Regions from separate parts of the Acanthopagrus latus genome. Here region 2 is linked to region 1. The links are chromatin contacts, called in public Hi-C maps. All regions are on one chromosome and are shown on one strand. Each heading gives the region's core, a stretch centred on a gene start, on an enhancer-like site or on the middle of the called end of the contact. The rest is flanking DNA. Distances are from core to core; before and after follow the strand shown. Region 1 holds the start of edn1 (endothelin-1). Region 2 holds the start of smim13 (small integral membrane protein 13).

Region 1 (7,431 bases), core at 1,449-3,948:
GCAGCACTGGCCCCCAGACACATGTCCCAGGCCTGCAGATAGTTAACATTGCCCTGCCTGCCATCATTCCTTCTCTCAGCCCTCTCTCCACCCTCAGTCCTCTGCCTGGGTCATCAGAGAGGCGGGGCAGTCCTGAAGCTCCAGGAGCACAGCCGTCTCAAAGTGAACACGGGCCCGGTTCTTCACAGAGTTGCATGACTGCTTCATCGCCCACCCCACTGAAGGTCAGCAGCTCTCCAGAAGTGACCTCAGGCAGCAGGGCAAGCCCTGGAGGTAGCAGCAGAGCTGAGTTCACACAGACTGTTGAGAGGGAAGAGAGGGAGAAATCCCCACAGCAGCATCAATCACCAGCTCCTGAGGGCCGAGTAGACGGTGCTAAGGAGTCATCAGTCGAGGGAGCAAGTGATCCTGCACCACATAGAGCACCACCAGTGACCAGCTGGCAGAAAGTAATTGATGACGATAATGAGGTATCCAGTGATGATGAAGACAGACTGGTCATTGCCACCTGAAGACCCCAAGTTGAAAGCTCTTCTTGTTCTCTTTTTGTAATTCTTGTCACTTTGTAAGACTGAAAACACTTTTCAGGGGTTTGTTTCTTTGCAAATCACCTTTCAAAGCACAGATGCTGACATTCATATTGTATGTGCAATCATATGATAATTATAATGATGACCAATCATTTTATTTTTACTTTTTTGTCAGCTCCAGACAATTTCTTTTTTTTTTTGTACATGTTGTATAGACAATTGTGCCTTTATGGAGTTTCTTGTTTAGGAACCTGTACATAATTCCTTATACATTCAGTAGTTGCTTGTGTTTATTTCAGAAAAAAATAAAAGTAAAGAGAGGCATAACAATGGAGGATATCAGTTTTATTTTGGAGGATTTGTCATTCGTAAATTTATGGAATTATAAATGTTGTACTGGTATATGTACATTTCTATGGATTATTGGGCAATGTTTCTGTGTACAGATGTTGTGTTCAACTATTTATTATAATCCATCTAGTGCCCATTATGATTCATAAGTCCATAGGTATGTGCATTATGGTAGCTTTACATTGCTGTATCAATATTCTTAACTGTATCAGTAAAAATTTGTTTACAAACATTAAAGTGGTATCACTGTGATTTGTCAGTTATGCAGCAGAAAGTTAGACTGCAACTATATTCCAACTATCATAAGGACGGTGAGTGTTAAATGTGGGACTGCGGTGTGAAATTGATTTAGTTTGGTATGTGTTTATTTGATTCACAGAAAATGAATCATCAAACAGAAAACTAATCCAACTATTTATATATATATATATATATATATATATATATATATATATATATATATATATATATATATATATATATATATATATATATATATAATAGTTGGATAGTTGGTGTCATTCAATGACACCAAATTAAAACTAATTTTGGAGTGAAATCCTGGATTTTTAAAATTCATGTATATATTATATATTTTTGAAATTCATGAAATTTATATATATATATATATATATATATATATATATATATATATATATATATATATATATATATATACATGAATTTTATTGGCATTGATGAAATACTTATATCTATGTTTTTTCTAGCCAATAAATGGAGTCAATAATATGAAGCCAGATTGCTTAACTTATATCTTACTGACTTAACAAATGCACCATCTGTGCAATTCGATACCGCAGGTGGACATTTTTTCAAGAAAATACTTTTAGGACAACAAATCTTATTTAAGCTATGGAATATAAAATTCTCCATCTTTGCACACTACATCTCAGCCTTTCTTACCTTCAGGTGTGCCTAAACTACATGCCCAGAGCTTCTTTAAAACACAAACATGCATATTACTGTTTATCTTATCTGTATCAGCTGAAAAAAATCCATATTGTGCGTCTTTAACTGAAACGGTGAACTTATTGGGAATCCCAGATGTCTTTTTCTGTAATACAATCTCTAAAAAACAAGACTTCAGCGCATATCAAGCAACAAATATGCAGATATAAATATATCTGTGGTAGGCCAATGTCAGCCCATATTGTCAGCCAACTGATAAATTGGTTGGGCTCTTACATAAATACCAGGTTGTGTAATTTTCTCAACACATTTCAGCAGTACTGTTCTGCTTGACAATGTTTCTATGAAGCTCAACAGAGGGAGGAATTTCAATATCGCTGGTTTGTTTGATACGACGGCAGAATAATGTAACCAGTAAGGGTGATCTTTTGTGCAGAATACATCAGTGAGATTGATTCCTCAGGAGACAGCCTCGGGATCCTCTAATTATCACAATAATACCTCTGAACCTCTGAATTAAAAACCTCTAGTTGCCGATCAAAAAAGTGGTACTTTATTAATATGACTTTATACTTATTATGACTATATTTGGTTTATTTTACACCTACTGTACAGGAGGAGTCAGGGTAATGAGCTCCCAGAGGACCGTGACCAAACATAGCAATCTAGCCTCAATGAGGGAGACTTCTCTCTCATCTCAAGAGGCTTTACAGTGATAACCTCCTTCTTCCACCCCATTCAGAAGGTGACTCATCCATCTACAGAACAGACTCCATCGCAGTACCCCCTCCTCTACCCCAGAGCTGAATGAAATCTGTACGGGGAAGCTATAGTAAAGCAAACAGAGACACCTAGAGGTCATTATCTGCAAGTGCTATGAAAACAAAAAGCAGGATGATGAAGTGAAGCATCTGATCAGCAAAAGAAATCTCTATCAACGTCCCTAAACTAAAGTATCCACATTTTAACCTAAACTTTATAAAGCTGCATCTGATGCTACTTGATTTTGTCTGATTCTGTCATGAGCACAAGCTGTTCCCCTGACCAGTGGAAAGTCACAGCACCAGCCTGTGATTGAAGGCCTCAGAGGTGCAGTATGTCAGGAAACTTTACCGAAGACATTTCCACTCGGAGCATGCGTGAACACATAAGCAAGGTCAGTTTTCCACTGCTGATGTGATTTAGGGAAATGAAGCACTCCTCGGTTTCCACAGTTTATTACAACTAGTGGAAGGAAAGCATGAGATCAATAGCCACTTTGGAGCTTGTTTGTACTTTCATTTATAAATTAATAACATGCAGCATTTGTGGAGCAAAGGGGCAAACAGGACGTTATAATTACTGCAAAGGGATGATGTGAGACAACATTATAGGATGACAGATTATCTCAAATACTCTAAATGTTGATTTATATGTAAACATCTGTATAGTACGCCACGTTGCTTATATTATACTTACATTATACTTATAATTACCAGTTGAACTGTTTAACATCCAGCAGGAATCATGCTCAAAAAATGAATATAGATTATAATGCCTGTGCTGGTTATGTAATGTTGGATGTAGTGTCCACTATAACCCTATAATACTGTATTCTGAGGGACAGAGAAGTGAATGAGGAGTATTAAACTCTGAGTTTTATTCCAACTCACTGCTCCAGTCCAGACCATGCAAAGGGCAAACTCTCCTCCTACCTGGCAGCCTCATTGTCTGTATACAAAGCAGGCTGGCTCTCAAAGTTCAAACTTCACTATGTGACAACATTGCTGCTAACTAAAAATACTTTCATTGCTAATTAAGTTGGATATTTCTTTTGTTTTTTTTAGCATACATTTTATTCAATTCTTTTTAGTAATTACCACACTTCAGTTTTGCAAAAGTGGTATATTGTGAATTGAAGAGGAAAGAAGAAAGGGAATAAAAGATGTTGTACTTCATGTGATGATAACTGCGTAAATACACACGTGTGGTTGATAAAACAATGATATATTTGTCAAAATACTTTGTTTATCATCCGTCTATGTTTAAACTTATATTGTAATTGCAGATGAACCAGAGGTTGTATGTAAACTGGGAGCATTTCTCAGAAATCTTTTGATTCGCTTTAAATAACCTGCTTCGAACTTGGGAGTCTATTATGCTCTTGTTTTATGTTTGTACTCCACACCACAATGTAGTGGTCAAGAGAAAAGAAAAAAACAGAATCAGAGTCAATATAAGCATGTTGAAGAACAGTAATCAAAAATAACAGATGTACCGGATGCAACAGAACAACACCTTGTGATGTTATTTATTGTTGACTACCATCTTTCTACCAAGAAAAGTGATATCTTGTTATATTAGTCTTTTAATAAACATCCAAAGTTTAATGCCCTCAATATTTTGTCAATTGGTTCCTCTGGTATTGAAAATTACACTGAATATTGTTGTATCAAAGTTAGAAACTTGTGTATCCTGACAACACTAGTGCTTTGTTTAAGTTATGACTCTACTCTCACTGTGTTTCTTAATGGCTTTTAATAATGTTAATTCGTACCTTCTCCTTCATGATGTCCTTTATGATTTAAAACAAGGAATTTTCTTTCTCCTGTTCTCTGTTCTTGGTATATTTCTTTTTTTTTTCTACATTCTTACATTTTTAATGTTATTTGAGTCAATTTCTGCAAAAAAATATGTTTTACTTCTACCTAAGTAACACTTAACACCTATACTCTCACCATTATAACATACTTCTTTATGTAATGTTCACCACTACAGCATTTGCCTGCCACCTGCCGTCTCATTACTGCCACTGCAGCTCAGCCACAGAGTCCGACTGAAGTGTGGTACAGGTCGCATTCAATCACCCGGCGTCTCCCCCATCATCCACTCACTCACAGCCAAGGCATCTCAAAGTCTTCCACTCCGCCTGCACGGCTGCTTATCAGCTAACAAACATCATCGTCTGGGTACGAGCCAAAGGACAACAGAGAGCGGAGCAGCAGCAGCAGGAGGAGGCGGAGGGGAGGTGGGACGCTCCTGTATAAAGTCAAAGGGCTGAACATGTGGGGCCACACTGACAGAGACTCTGCACCGCTCCTGCGTCAATCTCTGAGGACGACCAGCGAGACACTGTACCGAAGAGAGAATCACTGGATCTTTAATTTTACACTTCTGGAGGATTATTGTTACTTTTGCCGAGCGATATTATTTTTTTTTTTTGTCTAAGACGAACCTGAAAAATGGATTTACACGTTTTGATTTCCGTCTTATCAGTGATGTACTCCTGGATTTTGTGTGCAGGTAACTTTTTCCGAACGCTTCTATTTATCTATTCTACCTGTGTATTAGCATGAATTAACTTTTACTTTGTTATAAATTAGTTGAATTACTAATTAAAGTTGGAATACTATCTGCAAAGCTGCAGAGCACAATCTTGCTGCAACTGCGCAGATAACACTTTAGCTTCATGCACATTCCTGACATTTAATGTTTTATGTTTTATATGCAGTGTTTTAATAATGAGTATTTAATTGCAGTACTTGCAGCGCCTTCTGGAGAGACAACCACCGCCTCCACCACCACCCAGGGGCGCCATGTGCGGACCAAACGCTGCTCCTGCGCCACTTTCCTGGACAAGGAGTGCGTCTACTTCTGCCACCTGGACATCATATGGGTCAACACACCTGAGTAAGTCACCGTTATGTAAATGTTTAAACAGCAGTGAAAAGTAATACCTTTCTTTAAGTTGGCAACAAACTTAAAGTGTCGGCAGAAAACAAGCATTCGGCTAATTACTCACTCAAATATTGGATAGACGTTGAAATACAAGACGTATTAGTCGGATGATTAGCTAACAGTAACGTTAAGCTAACATTCCGAGTACGCCGTCGACTTTTTTTTTTTTTTTAAATTACTTCCCGCGAGTTTACCTAACAATAAACTAGAGTTTTTCATACCTTGTTAGCGCTGGGTAACATTCCCTTGTACATTTATAAGTTAAACGAGCTGACTTTTAGCGTGAGAAAGACGTTTCCCCCCCGACCGTTAAGTTCAGTTTGTTTGATTCGAATTGTGTTAACTTTCCAGGCGCGTGGTCTCCTACGGACTGGGCAACGCTCCCAGGACGAAGCGCGCGGTCGTGGGCTCCATGGCAACCAGCAGCAGCAGCAGCAGTGGACCCCGGTGTCAGTGTTCCCACGAAGAAGACAACACATGCAGGAACTTCTGCCGGATGGGAAAACGCCTCAGGTGTGTAATTTGCACTTTTATCCCACTTTCGACAAGTCTCATGAGCACGCGATAACAACAGCAACCCAAACACGGATCATAGTTTTTTTTTGTCGGTGATACTCGGAATGGCCTCGGTCTGTCATTTGTGTGTGTGTGTGTGTGTGCATGTGAGGACAAGTTCCGTCTGGTAAATGCCTCGAAACTGCCTGATGAATAATGTTAATGGGATCCCGCTCTCATCGTGCGCTGTTTCAGGTATGAGACGCTGCCAGACACGGTGATCCGCTCCGCCCAGGGCGATGGTTGTGCCGAGGCGCAGTGCAAACACAAGCTGGCAGCCGACACGGGCAGGATTAAAAGGTAAGACGACCTGCTCACACTGAATGAGGCTGAAGAGCTCGGAGCGTATTTGCAAAAAAAAAAATAAATAAATAAATAAATGGACGTGGTAATTATAACCTCACTGGCACTGAGGTCTTTTGTAGGGCAACATGTTAATGTCTGCCTGTGTCAAACCACTCTGAGCCTGAGATGAAAACAGTCAGCATGTGTTTCAGAGGCAGGAAGATTAGTCCCTAAAGCATTAGACTCCCTACACATTTTGATGGCAGAGCAGCGTTATGCATCCCATAAAACCTCTGTGATTGTGTGGAATGTACCTGAAGTGAGCTGCATCACTTTCCCTCACCTTTCTGAGAGAGTAAATGAGCTCCTGTGCTGCAGCAGCAGTCATGTACCATCATGTTTAAGACTCCCAAATTTGCAGCGCCATTTGTCTGACACATTAATAATTGGAAACATAACATTCAGTCTCCTCAAACCACTCCAGAGTGTGTTCTGCTTGACACACTGCCTACTTAGTGGTTTGAATGTTTGACTGACACCTCAAGTCCACCCAGGTGTAGGTTTACCTTTTACATAACCCTGAGAGATCGATGGTTCAGATGTCTAATCGTTCTCTGTCTTTGTGTTCAGGATGAAGAGTGGCAACACGAAACGGGTGTCGCCTCTAGCGATCAGGGCCACCCTGAAGACCAGCCTGCTTCTGAAGAAATGGAGGGCGAGACAGCGCCACAGGGCGAGGGCATGGGAGGGCGAGAGCGTGGCCTCCTAAAGACGACAGATAACCTCCGCGCCTTGTCATACAGAGGAGGAAAGGGTTTCATAAGCCCTTTCTCTACAGCCAATGGAAGAGAAAGGAGAGCCCAGATATGGCCGGGAAACTTCCTCCGTGTTGGCTTCGAGAGCATTCACGACTCGACTCGGTTGCACTTCATCAGTCAGATGAACGAGGGCAGAGACAGTAGACACGGAGTTCAGGTGAAAGTAGATAAGCTGAGCGGAGTCGGACTCGGCTGATTGATCCTGTCGGTGTCAGGGTCAGACTCACTCACCGCTCCTCATATGG
Region 2 (7,045 bases), core at 2,812-5,311, 200 kb before region 1:
GATCCTACAAATAAAACACATGATCATCAACAAATAATTGTTTTTTTTGTCAAGAGTCGGATGAAAGTTCAATACGACTCTTATGTCTGTAAGCAAATAAGGAGCTACAGCCGGTTAGCTTAGCTTTGTGCAGAGACTGTAAACAGGCGCAGACACTGGTCTGGTGGAATTTTGTAATAAATGTTGCCAGGGTTAGTAATTAAAGTATAACTCTTTAGTTGTGTCTCTCCAAGTTGATTCTGTGCCACAGCCATAAAAACCCTTAACCACACTGTTGTGAGGTCATAAAACAGTCGTAATATTTTTTGACAGTGATTTACAATGATTGTCTGAAGTGATGAAGTCCCGCTGATAATACTCATGTGTCTTTCTACAGGGTCACATAACAACGGGTAATAGAAATAGATGAGATTGAATATTTAATGCAGATAGGCTTGAAATGTGACATAAATATCATAAAATAAACCCACTGATAAGTGTTTACATGCAACTCTCATCTCCCTGCTGATGATCATGAAATGTATCTGCAGCTAACAGCTATGAAGTTGTTCCCGCAATAAACTGATACCAAGTCTTTCCATCCACAATAAAACAAAGCAGTTGGTTGTCCCACGTTGGCAGGAACAGGTGACGTTCCTGGAAAGGAAAACAATATGAAAGAAGTGACTCTAAACCACGAGTTTCTAATCTGATTGAGGGTTTTGTTGAACTTATGCAACATCTTGTTGCATCGTAGAGATCTTTATCACTTTTAATTAAAGCTTTCTTTGTTTTTACACCTGTGTGTATGTTTGCTTTGGCCACTTGTTAGCCTCAAAGTTGTAATGACAACACTGACATACCAAAAAATTTGAAAGCAGCTGCTTATTTACACATCCAACAGTTACCAGGCAAAATTATCATTAATTTGGCGTTGTGTTAGAGTCCCCCTGATCAATCTAAGTCCAGTTGTCTCTCACTTTTTGCTCCGTTTTTAGTCTCCTCCACCTCACAGTATTCCCTACAGCCCAGTCCTCTGACCACGCTTCTACGAAAAGTGTCACATTACAAGTTTACAAACTGAAGTCTGGACATCTCCAACTGTGTTTGTGGTGACAAAGAGAGTTTTTTTAATCTACAACATGAGATTTTTTCCAACTCTAACCACATGTTTTTTGTGCCTAAACCTAATAAGATCATGAGAACAGCATTGTCACAAACATGAAGATGCAACATAAAGAGATATAAGGCTTCAGCATTTGTGGTTTGCAGCAACGTACATTTAGTTTTTGCAATTGGGATGCTTAAGCTGCTAAATCAGCACTATTTCTCGTACAAGTTTCAAGTGTAAAATAGGTTTTTAGCACATTTTTCACACACAAAAAAAGCTAAACATTGAGCTCGAACTCTGTATAATGCACCATGAAGCTCAGATCACGCATCACTCTGTCCTTAAAATGCTGACTATAACCGCTTTCAAAATCAAAAACGTGACAGTATTAATCTTTCAGGTGAAAAACCCTCACAACAACCCTCACTACACAGTCCTCGGGGCTGGACTGGCCTACTTTGGCTGGACTCACTGTTCTCTACACGTGTACCTTCTTGAAGCATGACTCACACTCTGTGTGCACCTTAACATAATATGCAAATTCTGAGGTTAGCATACAAGCAAGGGTACACTTGACTGCAAATGCATTCCAGTCAGGACATGCTGTGCCGTTCTTAGATGTCAGCAGTGATGGAGGAAGTACAACAGTATGGAAATACAAGTTGTTGCATTCATAGTTCTTCTTTAAGGGGGGGGGGAAACTGCAGGTGAATAATGTAAAATGTTTAAATTAACAGATATAACCATGAATCTTCCCCAGTTGATTACTTACATTGAGACAGTTATTTTTTCCATTACAAGTTTTCTGAAAATGTGTTTAAATTCATGCATTCTGAATTAAAAATACACCAATTTGCATGAATTTGCCAGAGCAGAAATCTAATCATTGAATAAAGTGAGGTATGAAATTCTCCTTTCATTTTGTTGATTAGAGCAGGCATGTCCAAACTATTCCACAAAGGGCTGTGTGGCTGCCGGTTTTTGATCCAACCAGTCAAGAGCACACAGTTTGACCAATCAACTTTCTGAAGACTGAGACCAGTTGATGAAATGAGTCAGGTCTGATGTGCTGCTGCTTGGTTGAAAAGAAAACCTGCAGCCACGTCGGCCCTTTGTGGAATAGTGTGGACATGCCTGAATTAGAGGTTTTTATTAGTTTTTTTCTGCTGAGGACATTTTGAGTATCTATTTGCAAATGGTAAATGGACCGTGCTTGTAAAGAGCCTTTCCCATCTTTACAACCACTAAGAGCGCTTTACAACACAAGTCACCCATTCACACACACACACACACACACACACACACACACACACACACACAGGTGACAGAGGATACCATGCAAGAACCACCGGCAGCAATTTGGGATTCAGTATCTTGCCCAGGCTTCGACATGTAGACTGCAGGGGCCTGGAAACGAAACAACAACCTTCCAAATATTGGGCGACAGCTCAACCTCCTGAACCACGGCCGCCCCTTAAAGGAACAGTTCACCCAAAGATGAGAATTCCGCCGTTATCTACTCAGCCTCATGTCGATGGACAGTCTGGTGACATTTTTGTATCAGAAACTGCAATATGACCAATCCTGTTCAATCAAATAAACTGTTGAATACAAAATACAACAAAGTATAGAGTAAAGAGATAGTAAGCTGCATTAAAGTTATACTAAAGCACTGCACTTGAGTAAATGTCACACATGACAGGATGACTTGAACCTTTACGGTTTGTGTTAACATCTCGTGCTACATCATGTGATAGAGTCGTGAAATCACTAAAGGTCAGAGGTCGCGTCCTGTGATGCCTCAGCAGTGTGAAAGGCAACATAAAGAAGTCGCGGCCACACATTTGACGCCCACATCCTCTTTTAGAACTTGTTAAATGCTGCTTCTTGTGTAACCTTACACAGTCTGACGCGAAGAAAAAACGTGATCTGACAATTTTGTGGAAAGTCTCCAGTTGCTGTGTGCCGCGCAGTGTCAGAATACTGGAAAACATCAGCTACACCCACAAAACAGAGTTCCCAGCACTTGGAAAAATAAGCAGTTCACCAGATTACAGATGTGTGGTAATGACTCCTCCTGCTGGACTAAATGCAACAGGGCTTTTGAGCGTTCTAGGTTCAGTTCTAGTGAAGAACTGTGTGAAGTTAACTGTAAAACTTTTTAACGATTCCCAACAACATTCAAAGATATTCTTCTATAAAGTTGAACTTAATCATTGTCATTATTTTAACTGCTGTTTCTCCATGTTTGGGGTAAACATTTATTTTTCTGAACATGTGTTTTTCCTTTTATCCGCTTATATTAACACCACTCTAAGAGTTAGAGTACAGTTCAAGATATGGATCAGAGCCTTGAAATTCGATAAAAGGCAGTGGGTCTTCAGCCTTGATTTAAAAGAGGTGATAGTTGGAGCAGACCTGCGGTTTTCTGGGGGTTTATTCCAGATATGTAGCGCAAACGCTGTTTCTCCATGCTTAGTTCTGTCTATAGGGAGTTAAAGCAGACCTGCACCTGACGACCTGAGTGGACTGGATGGTAGCAGAATCATTCAGTGCTTTACAAAACAGCAGCAGGATTTTGAAATCTCTTCTGGAGTGACGTGATCGACTTTTTTTTGGTCCTTATTAGGACTCAAGAAGCAGCAGTCTCATGGATTTTTTTTATAGAGTCCTTTATAGGTATCATTACAGTATTGTAGTCAATTGAAGTTAAATGCTGAAACATGTCAAAAATAAAATAAAATAAATAACTTGGGCAAAGTATGGCCAGTTTGTTTATTCATAAAGACAGAAATCATCATACTCAAAGAAAAATGAAAAAACATGAGCAAAATATCACGATAAGTTTTAAAAATTTAGTGTATCTCTATGTCTCTGGAAAGCTTTTTATAGAAATTACAGAAGAAATACAAAAATGAGAACGATGATGCCGAAAAACTTCATTACCCAGAAGTCAAACGGACCTTGCGCATGCGCGGTATGAGTCTCATGACGTTGATTTTGTTGTCTTAACCCAGTTACTGTAGTGAGCTACAGCAGCTCTGCCTCGCCTGTGACAGCTCGCCGATACATGCTGCAGTTATGTAGCGGACAGAAGACGGACTTTACCCCGCTGTGACCGGCCAACGTCAGCTAATGTCACGGTCCTCTGTCGGCGTGTGAAACGACCGCGTCTGTCAGCCAGCCAGCTAGCTAACTAATTAGCTAGCTAGCCGCACGCTAGCAGACAAGCTGGTGTGAGTTTGCAATGTGCTGCTGTTTGTTTTCCTCTCTGTCGTCTCGGCCGGCTATATAACGCAGCTGCCAGGCGGCTAACCCAGCTAGCTACCTGTTGTGTGGGGAGGGAAGCAGAAAAAAAAAAACGACAAAAAACTACACCACATCTTTTTTCCCCCCCCACATATGCTGTTGGTGCTATCAGGTGTCCGGCTAAAAGATGTGGCAGAGTGTCGGACTCACACTGCTGGTCATTGTGGCCACACTGGTCTGTGCGCTGCTCTTCATGCTGTTTGGTGAGTTTACAGGGAATAACCTTCATACACTTACATAACTCAGTGACCGATTAAGTCTTTGTGTGGCTGCTGTAGCTGTTATCATCGGATTGTGAATCAACAAGGCCGATGTCACTTTATTAAACTGCTAGCTAACAAAGATGCTGTTATGTTTACTTGCTTAAAACTCAGCGCTCCTGTGGGAGTAGCTCAGCAGTTCAGCCTAAAAATGTCCAGCTATTCCTTTTCATAAAGTTGCTTTGTAAGGCGGGTCAGAGTGTACTGAATGTCTCTGACCGGCAAGTTTCGATTACAGTGAGCAGTTTCTATATTTACCAGTCACAGAGGAGGAGTCTGGCAGATGTCCGAACACAAACATGGCTGCTCCTTATCTGATCCTCAGATCTGCAGGTGTTGTTCAGTCCAGACACCCTCCTCCTCTGACCACACACTGGGAGTCTAACCTGGGCACACCTGAGCCAGAGAAGCAGGTGTATGTAATGTCAGAGCAGGACTGGAACAGTCAGTGCCGATGAAATGTTATCTAGATGGATTGATTAATCACTTGGTCTATACAGTGTCAGAAAGTAGTGATAATACATGTTGTTGTACTCATCATATACTGTTTATATACTGTTTTTCCTAGTGTAGTTTCTAATCTATATATTTTTTACTTTTTATTATATTTGCTCCTGATGTCAGCTTTTACTCTTTCACGGTTTTAAAGCGATTGTCCTTCTGGATCAATAGAGTTCTTCCTAAGCTTATATTATCTTATCAAAGTCAGAAGGGATGTATTTAAATAGCTTGTTCTGTCTTTCCAAACACATAAGATATTCAGTTTTAAATGGAATTTGCATAAATTTAAAGGGGCACTATGTAGTTTCACTGAAGAAATTCAAACTCAAAATATTTATTGGATAATAATACAAAAAATATTTCTTTTTTTTCCATAAGTGGATAAACAAGCTGTTCTGAGAGGAAAATAAGTTCTCCAGAACTCTGTTTGAAGCTAGAAAAGGTGGCAGGGTCCGCCACATATAAACAAAGTTAAACAGTATGAAATTATGTCGTCCTTTAAGGTCAGTTTGTTTATTATGTTTATTCAGTCAAGAAAATGAAGACTCTTGAAAATGAAGATCTTTTGTCTTCTGATAAAAAAAAATATGTTTGATCTGATCAGTAGTCGCTTGAATTTTGATACAAAGAATTTCGTTTTTACTGCAAATCATTATTGGCCCTAAATATCCGTTATCAGTCTCCCTAATTTCTAATAAATTTTATTGGCCCTAACCCCTAATTTAAATACTCAAATGTTGTTTCACATCATACAGATTGTGTAAGGTTCTGTCAGTTCTGTCTACCATCCATGTTTGGATTGGGTTGAAAGGGTTTTTTATTGTGTAGTGGCTAGAAAATATTTTATCAGTCAGACAAGTGTTGGCATTAAGTTGTTAACTGACCCTCATACTTACCTTAATGTAATCAGACTGATGATTTATCATTCCTGTAAACATCTACTTTCTCTTCTTTCCTCCCTCAGGTTGGTATGTAGTGTGGCAGCTCTTCCTGTCCAAATTCAAGTTCCTGCGTGAACTCGTCGGGGACGCCAGCACCCCGCAGGCCGAAACGCAGCCGTCCGAAACGAAGAGCGAGCGCACAGCTAGCGCCCCGACGCGAAATCGGCCCAGGACGGCACGCCAAAGAGTCGCCTCTCCGGAGAGCACTTCATAGAAAATCACCCAGACAGCCACTGTGCACCCAACGCTCTGCTCACAGTGACCGCTCATCAGAAATGTTTCCCACTGACCTTCTTCTCTACACTACACAAGGACGCTCAGTCAGCCCTCCTCTTCATCAGGACACTTTAAACTGACCAGGCAGATCTCCTGGTTTCAAAGGGAAAAGCCATTTATGTACATTGATGTCCATTTCTGTATGTCATCTGTTCATATGTTTTAATTATGTACAGTCATGTGTACTGAGTCTGAGGCTGCTTCCTGCCACCTGCTGTGGAGTGCGACGCTGCTCCATCACACACACACACACACACACACAGATGTTTTAATCCTCTCACACGTGTTACAGTCTTGTGTTTTTAACTGAAGTGAGTCCCGCGTTGAACTGAGGTGGAGGATAAATGTTAAAAATGACCTCGTCGACATCATTTCAAGATAAAAACTGAAAAACAGACGACTTGTACAGCTGACTTGTATGTTCCTTAAAAAAGTGCAATGAAAGGATCGTTCACGCTGTCATGTTGATGTTTCCTGCACAGTATACTCTTTGTATTACAGACGACCATCCAGTAGAAGAAGAAAATGCCCCCAGAGCCTCCCGGGCAGATAACGAATGACACGGCTTCATTCCAGTTGTGTAAAAAAACAAACAAAATATCAATGTGACCTTTTTCTTCTTGCAACTTCTCCTTCACCCTTTTGTTTTTTTTAACTATAGATTTATA

What was found. Hi-C and Micro-C count contacts between places; a contact is called where the count stands out from the background.
Region 2: a Hi-C map of muscle shows a contact between it and region 1, with 2.8 times the contacts expected there. The contact joins the promoter of smim13 here to the promoter of edn1 in region 1. A contact is called at or near these places in 2 of 4 Hi-C or Micro-C datasets (both in muscle).

The regions. Positions count from the first base shown.
Region 1 is chr3:5,797,363-5,804,793 of fAcaLat1.1, reverse strand. It overlaps edn1 (endothelin-1), which reads left to right and starts at 2,698. Exons shown (of 5, transcript XM_037093475.1): 1 at 2,698-5,093; 2 at 5,330-5,480; 3 at 5,880-6,041; 4 at 6,279-6,383; 5 at 6,999-7,431. The coding sequence starts at 5,033. The coding sequence ends at 7,137. All of the region lies in intron 2 of LOC119017067 (a long non-coding RNA gene), which reads right to left. It overlaps hivep1 (zinc finger protein 40), which reads left to right. Exons shown (of 9, transcript XM_037093473.1): 9 at 1-512. The coding sequence ends at 512.
Region 2 is chr3:5,999,741-6,006,785 of fAcaLat1.1, reverse strand. It overlaps smim13 (small integral membrane protein 13), which reads left to right and starts at 4,061. Exons shown (of 3, transcript XM_037092520.1): 1 at 4,061-4,326; 2 at 4,512-4,602; 3 at 6,125-7,045. The coding sequence starts at 4,527. The coding sequence ends at 6,315.